Regions from separate parts of the Cydia pomonella genome. Here region 1 is linked to region 2. A link is a contact called in public Hi-C data. All regions are on one chromosome and are shown on one strand. The core of a region is the stretch at or near the end of the contact, and the rest is flanking DNA. Distances in the headings are between cores, read along the strand shown. Region 1 holds the start of LOC133518904. Region 2 holds the start of LOC133518906 (ubiquitin carboxyl-terminal hydrolase isozyme L3).

The links. A called contact is a pair of places that touch in the nucleus more often than the background predicts.
Region 1: a contact with region 2 is called in a Hi-C map of whole body, with 9 times the contacts expected there. The contact joins the promoter of LOC133518904 here to the promoter of LOC133518906 in region 2. A contact is called at or near these places in 2 of 2 Hi-C or Micro-C datasets (both in whole body).

Annotation. Positions count from the first base shown.
Region 1 is chr6:9,898,607-9,903,382 of ilCydPomo1, reverse strand. LOC133518904 reads left to right here and starts at 1,992. Exons shown (of 4, transcript XM_061852684.1): 1 at 1,992-2,468; 2 at 2,750-2,921; 3 at 3,747-3,894. The coding sequence starts at 2,360. It overlaps LOC133518910 (histone-lysine N-methyltransferase, H3 lysine-79 specific), which reads left to right. Exons shown (of 17, transcript XM_061852694.1): 17 at 1-261.
Region 2 is chr6:9,663,124-9,667,555 of ilCydPomo1, reverse strand. It overlaps LOC133518906 (ubiquitin carboxyl-terminal hydrolase isozyme L3), which reads right to left and starts at 2,085. Exons shown (of 2, transcript XM_061852686.1): 1 at 1,780-2,085; 2 at 784-1,664. The coding sequence starts at 1,653. The coding sequence ends at 961. LOC133518903 (sodium/potassium-transporting ATPase subunit beta-1-interacting protein 4) reads left to right here and starts at 2,178. Exons shown (of 5, transcript XM_061852683.1): 1 at 2,178-2,416; 2 at 2,495-2,632; 3 at 3,313-3,393. The coding sequence starts at 2,363. LOC133518902 (major facilitator superfamily domain-containing protein 12-like) reads left to right here. Exons shown (of 9, transcript XM_061852682.1): 9 at 1-270.

The DNA.
Region 1 (4,776 bases), core at 743-3,242, 240 kb before region 2:
TAAGTTAGTGTTATGTCAACATGTGTTGACCAATTATACTCTCAGAGAGTGATAACATTATTCAGGATTGGCTAAGTTTTATTTTTTGATGGGGAAATGAGCTATTGTGTGAGGTCATAGTGTCTAAAATAGTACAAATGAGAAGACTTATTGTGGTAAGGCTCGGACTATTCAACATTGCAAATGCTAGGTTTGAGATGTATCCCTGTGTACTAGTTTTATTTTGTACTAAAAGTTAAAATAAATTAATAATTATACTCATTGTGTTTTTCATTGCATTGATGCTCACATTATTGTAGGAACCAAATACTTTGTGGTACTTACATGGTAACATTGGTTAGTAGTAAAACAGCCTAATCTCATCTCTTAGATCTAACATAGCATAAAATAAAAATGGGCAAATTTCTACAAAATAAAGTTTCAAACGTTACAGTAAAATTTACTAGAGTCTGTGCGGAAAGAAAAGAGTGGTGGAATGTATGGGGCCTAATACATTCCACAACTCTTCTCTTTCCGAACAGACTCTATATTTCGTGATATTACAATAATAAGAACCTATATTTGTGGTTTCGAAGTGTCACTCAGGACTCAGGCTTTTAGTGGGAATAGGCAGAAATGAAAAATCGGACAAGTGCGAGTCGGACTCGTCCACCGAGGATTCCGTACTTTTTAGGGTTCCGTAGCCAAATGGCAAAAAACGGAACCCTTATTAGTATTTGTTATAGCGGCAACAGAAATACATCATCTGTGAAAATTTCAACAGTCTAGCTATCACGGTTCACGAGATACAGCCTGGTCACAGACGGACAGCGGAGACTTAATAATAGGATCCTGTTTACCCTTTGGGTACGGAACCCTAAAAATTTACTATATCATCCTGTGAGTATTGTATTCTTTGATACCATAGCCTATCCATGGCCGTTACGTATTGGTATGGAAGGTGGAGGTAAGAATGGAATCTCCATGTACCGAAAAGTGGCGTCAAAAAACCTTAAATAGGTGGCGCTATAATACCCAGGGGGGCGGCACTTAGAAACGTAGTTAACATTAGTAAAGGTAGCGGCAATTTCTATTAATGGGATCCGATAACCTACTTTTGCGCAAAGTTGACTACCGATTGTGCAAACTACATCACCAGATGTCACTATAAAATTGGTACAATTTAAAGGCATGAATACGACATTAAGAAGGTTGCATAAACCTCGTATATCAAGACCAAGTACTAGTTCTTAGCTACTCTAGCGCTACTCTAGAGCATAGACATACAATATAACCTCTAGAGAGATTTAGATTCTAAATTTTAGAACTATTATTTATAGCTGACAATAATTGCGGGAATTTTTCTCTGTTACTCCAATTACGACTTATTAATTTGCGAATTTCAGTTTTCGCGGTAGGCCCTCTGCACACTTTTGCAACAGTTGTACCATAAGAGATTTCAGTACTTTTAATTCCACACTCCATACGTATTGGTATCTCGCTCTCTGTCACTCAGACACACTCTGTCTTCGTTCTTAAGGAGTATCCAGACAGGACAATTTTTCGTACAATCTGTTTAAATTCTTAGTTTAATTGTGTGATCTAGACACAATAAGTTCGTTGATCCCATTATGAAATTGTGTACTTGTGGACGCTAGATGACATTAACTAAAGTTAGACCAAACTAAGTTGGCAGTGATTTTGATAGCAAAGACTGCAAGCGCTATTTTAAAAGTCAAACTTCTATGAAATTATGATGATTAAATAACACTTGCACAGTTTGTGTTATCAAAATCGCTGCCTTCGTTTAGCTTGGTCAAAGGCTATCAAATTCTGAATATAATCAGGGCTCCTACCGGGAAAATCGAAGTTCGTCAATTGCGGGCATTTTTCTCTGTCACTCTAATTACGTCTTAGTAAGAGTAAAAGAGAAAGATCCCCCAATTTGCGAATTTCGGTTTTCGCGGTAAACCCCCAGATCAGAAATTATCATCCACAACCATCTTATCATCATGTTATCAAACATTTTGATCGTCATGTCTCCTGTAGAGTCTGTGACTAGATTGTTTCAGTTCGGACCATGTTCGGACATGATCGACGTGTTCGACCGTTTATTAATATCTTAAATTCAGTTACTTCTTTGTAAATAAAACATGACAACACTACACGTCTCACGTCACTGTCAATTGAGTGTCAATTTAATTTCATAGGACAATCATCTACAAAAATAAACGAAAATTATAATAATTAAGTTAAGTATGTAAAACATAGTTTAAATGCTTGTTATGAATTACAGTAACAATACATTTATCAAACAAAATGAAACTAGTGTTTGAAGGGTAACTTTTTAGCTGAGAGTGATGTTCTACTGCTTGTCCTCATGAAATGCAACGTCCGTGAACTCGCTCACCTGAGCGACCAGCCTTGTGTTATTGAGGGGAGATTAAACTACAAAAAAGTCTCTAATGGGGGTTATCGCAATCAAGCAGGTAAAAGTGCTACTTATTACTATGAGAATAGACAGGACAAAGTTCCATTCTCAATGTCGATCATCTGTATTAAAATGTTATTTTGAAAGACTAAACAACTTGCAATATGGTTTTTCAAGTATAATCTATAATTAACCATTTCTGAGTGGCATGGTAAACCAGTTGTATTTGTTTGTATCTTCATAATATTAAGAAATAAATAATAAAAAAAATATCCTTTTAGTATCTACTCAATAATATTCTTTGTTTTAGTAATTAGGCTCATTTAATCAATCTTTCAGTGTTCAAGGAGAGGTGGTTTCGGCTCATCAACAATTACTTGTTCTACTTCAAAATAAGTGAGATGGGCAAGTTTGATACAAAGAACCCGGCAGGTGTCTTTGTTATGGAGAACTCTTCTATTCAGATGGAGCATGGACCAAATATATCATTTTCATTTTCTATATCTTTTATGTAAGTACATTTTAACAAATTTAGCAATATTCAATTATCAAGCTTTTACTAAATAACTATAATTTTGTTATCAACTAGAACATAATTATAATCTCTGAATTATCCTTTTTTTTATACAATACATTCCTTTTTTACTTATTAATTTAGTATGTTGCTTGTACAAAAGAGGTATAGGTTTCCTCAAACAAGTTCTAGACCAATTAACTTCTGTTTATATCTATGTATCCTGAACTTATGGCAGTACTCTTGAAATATTAAAGGCACACAAATAGCACACCTATGCACGATGGCAGCGCCGCTTAGCGTTCGCAAGTATTGGGGAGCTGTCAAATAATGAGCTCAACACAATAAAGATTATTCCTTAAAAATGATTACTATAATACAGTTACCAATGTGCTGAATCTTTTCGTCTTTAATGTTAAACACACTTGACTTTTGCTTTACTGAAAATAGTAAGAATTATCTGTGTATTCTATATTAGGTATGTTGCAAATTCAAAATCAAATCTAAAGAATCTGGGACTCAGGAGGATAGTGCAAGTTGGAGAGTAATGTTCAAAACGATAAAGATGTTCTGTTGAACCACAAACATTGACAAACCACAGTTTGCAAGCCACATGTGGCTATTTGGAGCCACAATTGCTGCTCTTCAAGCCTCCCAAAATATGAACAAGAGCTTTTATACTACTGAAGAAAATATTAAGGCTTATTGAGATACCTAGAACCAAATTCTGAATGCTTTTCTCAAAAGTTTCCCTACCCCTGTGCTGTGCAGTCATATAGTAAAGCCACTTTAAAACTAGTTCTGTTTGAATTGGATTTGCAGCGACGAGCCAGAGAAGCGACACGTGTTCGCGGCGCGCGCCGAGGACAACGTCGTGCAGTGGGTCATCAAGCTGCGCGAGTGCTCCTACGAGTACCTGCGCGAGCGTTTGCACACGCTGCAATCCAAAATATACTCTATTACTGGCAAGGTTAGATTTCATTTTAGGTTTATGTAAGTTTTTGACATATTCCCGAATACCGAGCTGCTGTTAAAGATTCATTCTAGAGTTCTTAAAAAAAAAGCAAACCAAACTAACTCCTCGGCATATTTTTATTTCAGGCTACGCCTCTGGAACCTAGTAAAAAATCAAATAAATAAGCACATAGTTAAAATTATTGAACCCCTATACTCAATCTCTCCTCTAAAATAATACGTACATGCTAGACTGATAAGGTAATTGTTACAAGCCCATTAAAATTGTCCCTGGGTGCGTATCATATCCTGTAGTTTTGGTTATCCTGTAGTTATTATTTTAACATTATTTATAGAAAATAAATTCGATATAACATTACATTAAAATAACAATATAAATAATAATATAATATGTATTAAATTCAATTCTGTAAAAAATCACAAAAAAGTAAGTCACTAAATTTTCGGTAGGTAAAATAATAAGAGAATAACCGGCCAAGAGCATGTCGGGCCACGCTCAGTGTAGGGTTCCGTAGTTACTCTTCCGTCACAATAAGCTAAACTGGAGCTTAAAGTATAGTAAATTGTTAACCAAGGGATGAAACGGTATCATTCACCCGAGTTAAACAAATAGGCAAATTTGCATAATCAGTACCTAATTAAAGTAAGTCTTTTTACTATGAAGGGAAAACTTTTTGCGATAACTCAAAAACAGCTAAACTGATCATATCCGCTATAGTTTTCATTTAATGTCTTTCTTAAGCTCTACTTCCACGATTTTTTCATATTTTTTGGACCTATGGTTCAAAAGTTAGAGGGGGGGGGACACATATTTTTTTTCTTTCGGAGCGATTATCTCCGAATATATTCACTTTATCAAAAAATGTTTCTTAAAAAC
Region 2 (4,432 bases), core at 836-3,335:
TAAACATTGTTACTTTATATTAAAGTTTACTTATATTGACAGATACAGCACATGTAGCCCAACCAAGATTCTGTTTCATATGTAATACTAGAATTATTATGTATCCAGTACACTAGATATTGTTGCTATTAGAAATCATATCCATTCCACCTAAGATGACTGGAGCATTGTGATGTATGCCAGATTGGATTATCTTATCATATTGATGTTTTTGTGTACTTACTGTGTACATATTATAGCAAGAAATTTAATAAATGAAATAGAATATAATACTTATTTCTAATTTATATAAACACCCTATAACTGGGATCACCATTAGTTTCTTCAGGGGTCAACTTTTTTAAATAAAATTAGTCATTGTCCGTTTTAGCTAACTTGAGTTTTTTTAATAATTAAAAAGATAATATAACTTGGTGGTCCGGTGCGGACCACGGTCTGCCATTTAGTGACCCCTGTACTGTCTTTAACACAAAGTTGATATTATTTTTCAGATTTGTCTTTGCTCTGACAATAACTGATCCCCTTACTTAATTAGCCGGGTTCACACAGAGCGAGCATACGCGCGAGGCAAGGCTCACGCACAAACCGGCCAGTGTACACGTGCCTCGGCCGAGGCAGTGTGCTCGGGCGAAGAAAACGCACGCGCCGCCTCGGCCGATGCACGTTTACACTGGCTGGTTTGTGCGTGAGAAAATTGCCTCGTGTGTATGCTCGCTCTGTGTGGACCCAGCTATTAATATTAACTTTGTATGTTTGTTAGGAATAAGAAATAAAACACAAATGTATAAATAAATATTTAATTGGTATCACAAAAGCTTGCCTTGCCTAGCATTGCAGTTTTTTTTATTAAATTTATTACAAGAATACTTTATAGCTTAACATTTGAAGCACATTGCTTGAAAATGACCTACAGTCTTTTGAATTATGGTAGGTTTAAAAATTGGTAAAAGTTTAAAATGCTCAGTCAGTAGCAGTTAAAGCAACTACGGTGAAGCGGACCTCTTCTGGGTCTCTGGCAATGAACTCATTGCAAACTTTGGCTGCATCATCTAATAGAGTGTCAGCAGTTGTTGGTCCATGGTTAACCGGAAAAGCCTTGCGCCCATCCAGTTCATATAATGCACCATCTTTGTGAACAAATGTAATGAAATGATGATTAACAGGATCTTCAGCGCTAGGAGTGTTTGTTTGGCCCTCCTGTGCCAATTCCTTATGAGCATTGATAATACCCTCAGTCTTCTCCAACAGAGCACCACGAGCCGCTGCATCCAGCCCCTTAGCTTCATCTAGAAACTTTTTCATTACACCATCATTCAGATGGATCTTATCAGTATTGTTAGCAACGCTATGTACCAAGGCAATGGTTCCACAAGCATTGCTTAGATTTTGTTTCATATAAAAGATATTACTAGAAACTTCTTGCCCTTTAGACAAAATATCACTTTCCTCTTGCTGTTTGTGTTGCTCGTATTTCTCGGATATCGGGAAAAGCAGCATCACGGCTAACACAGGGCGAGGCACCCAGGAGAGCATTTCGGAGTCCAGTCCCATTACATCAACAATCGACCAGTTGCTTGGTACACCCAGCTTCTGAAGGAATTTGTTCATAACCTCCGGGTTAGATTCCAGCGGAATCAGATTCTCGGATGCCATTTTTTCTTGTTCTGAAAAAGTAATAAGTCTAAGGTTACCGGCGTCTTTTGTTTGTTTTAAAAGTGTGTTTTTAATGTTAAGGTTATGCATTTCGGTATGGATCAAAAAGTGTAAAAAAACACATACCGATTGTAATTTAATGAGCTGAGAACCCGTTCCCCTGTTCCTTCTCCAATGCTATAAAAGATGATGGATCGATACAAAAGACCCTCGCAGAAACTTAATTTGTTAATGCTACAGATAGTGTACGTAAATCTGTCAATTTTCGAGCTTAGTCATGGTCTAGTATAGGGTATAGTCTATGGTATAAGAGATAAAAGTCCTCACACACCCTATGATAATTGCATGATTGATCAAACGCGGACTACACCCACACTGAAGTCGCAGTACGGTACTGTACACTTGTCTATTAAGGCTATAAAAAAAGAACAAAAAAAATCAAATACATGACTATATTGTCGATGTAATAACTGTCAATTTCATAAAAAAAAACCTTTGTAATCTATGATTTCCTACTACACTTTGCTAGTAGTTACGTTATGTTACCTATTAATTATTCTTGTTTTAATTTATTTATATGTACAATTTGTCCTTTATTGTAATCGTTTTAGACTGAGTATGGCTTCGTTTATTTTTAAATATATATATTACAATAAAGAACAACGAAACTTTTATGGAAAATAGTAAAAGCGTACCTGATTTATAAATAATGGCTATTTGCGAGTTAAGAGGGTTGTTATTGACTGTTTGTATTATAGAATTGGTATGTATTTATTTGTAATTTCTAAATTGATATGATAAGTTATAGTTTCAATGCACTAATATCGATTTACCTTTGCAGATCATCACCGTACAACGACAAGTGTTTGACTTCTTAGGTTTTATGTGGGTACCCATAATCGCTAATTTCGTGAATATTCTTCTGATAATATTTGGATCCTTTGGAGCAGTTCAATACATCACGAAGTACCTAATAGCGGTAAGTGGCCTGAGTCATTTCCTTGCCTATTGTTTATATAGATGACTAATAAATTGGTATGTTACTGACCTATTTTAACTGCACTATTATTACATATTACAAATTTGCTTTTTATGGGTGCTCATAGTTACATAAAATATTGTATCAACCTAATTGTACCTATACTAATACATTATGGATCACAGTCTGCAATATATTAGTGTTGTTTCAATTTCAAATGTGTTGCTTCAAAATAATTTATAAGTATTTTTTAATGAAATCAGCCTGCTCAGGGAAGAAAATAAATTTAGTATAAATGAATTTAAGAATAGGTAAAAAATAATTACTGGATAATTTACTCTAATAATATTGCTTTGAAATTAACCTGAATTAACCAAATAGTCACTGGTACTTTAACCTTTTGACCGCCAAAGACGTCATATGACGCGCGCGGCTACAGCCCAATATCAACCTTCATGCGTACCGACAAGGTTCACGATTACGCGCCGCATACGATAGGCGTGGCGTTCAAACGGTTAACATAAAGTTAAGTTATGTACCTTTATGATAAATAGATTTAAAAAAAATGTTATAATTCCAATATATTTAAAAAACCAAGTACACTCTTTTATGTACATGTTACAGATTTCTAGCCTTAAGTTGTGCTCTGCTATGCTATGACTATTTTATTTCTTTTTCAGTATGCAATATGGAGTTTTATGTGGCTAACATGGAATACATTTTTAATATGCTACTATCTTAATCTTGGATCGTTGAATAGGGTAAGTTTTTCATGAATACAAAATGAGATTATTTTTTAGAAAAATGTGTCACCATAGTATGTTAGCAATAGATAGATGCTTTACTTACTTTCTGCACAATTTACAATATGCATGAGTGTTTTCCTAGTAGAATAATCTTACAGGAGTTCTCAAAATCCCAACCAATCATACTTAGATAAGGAAGAGGGTGTGAATTGCTTCATTGAAAAAGAAAAGGGTGGCTAAATCTGCTGATATCCAAAATAATTTTAGACCCTATTTTGGCATTGTTTTTCCTAACCAGAATCATTCATATTGATCATTGAGCTTTAAGGGAGGCTTGAACTCACTACCATCCTTCTTCTGCACTAGATTAAAGGGTTAAAACACACACATTTGAGCACACGCAGCAGCACATCTGAGAAAAGGCAAATGATATGATACAAAAGTTTGTGTGTATATCATATACTTACTTTACTCTTTGGTGTATATTTTGTAAGGATCATTATTTATGTTTATTATTATGCTTATATTTTGACTATTCTTAATTTTATTTATGACAAGCTTATAAAAGAGTATCAATTGACTCTTACTTGTCACTGGTTCACACCATTTTGAAATATTAAGGAATGGAATCTCCATATACCAAAAAGTATCATCAAAACACCTTAAATAGGTGGCGCTATAGCTATAATACCTAGAATACTTGAAAAAAAAAAACAAATCATAGACAGCGCACTTCACTCCATCAATAACGCCTAGATTTTTAGCTAGTCTAGCGCTACTCTGGAGAGATTTGGAACTATTATTTATAGCTGACAGCTGGACACTATTGCATAAGTTCTGCCTATGGAGCTTGCATTCCTTAACACTACCTTCCATGGAAATGTTATAAAAGGCTGGTAAGCAGTGACAAGCGGCTAGTTCGAGTACAGACAAGTTATAGTTTAAACATCTCGGAATATTTATTGTAAATTGGTTGTTATTATGTTTGTATCATATGAATAAAGTCAAAATATCATCAATTCAGTAATATCTCAACAATTTGCGACTAAGTTTA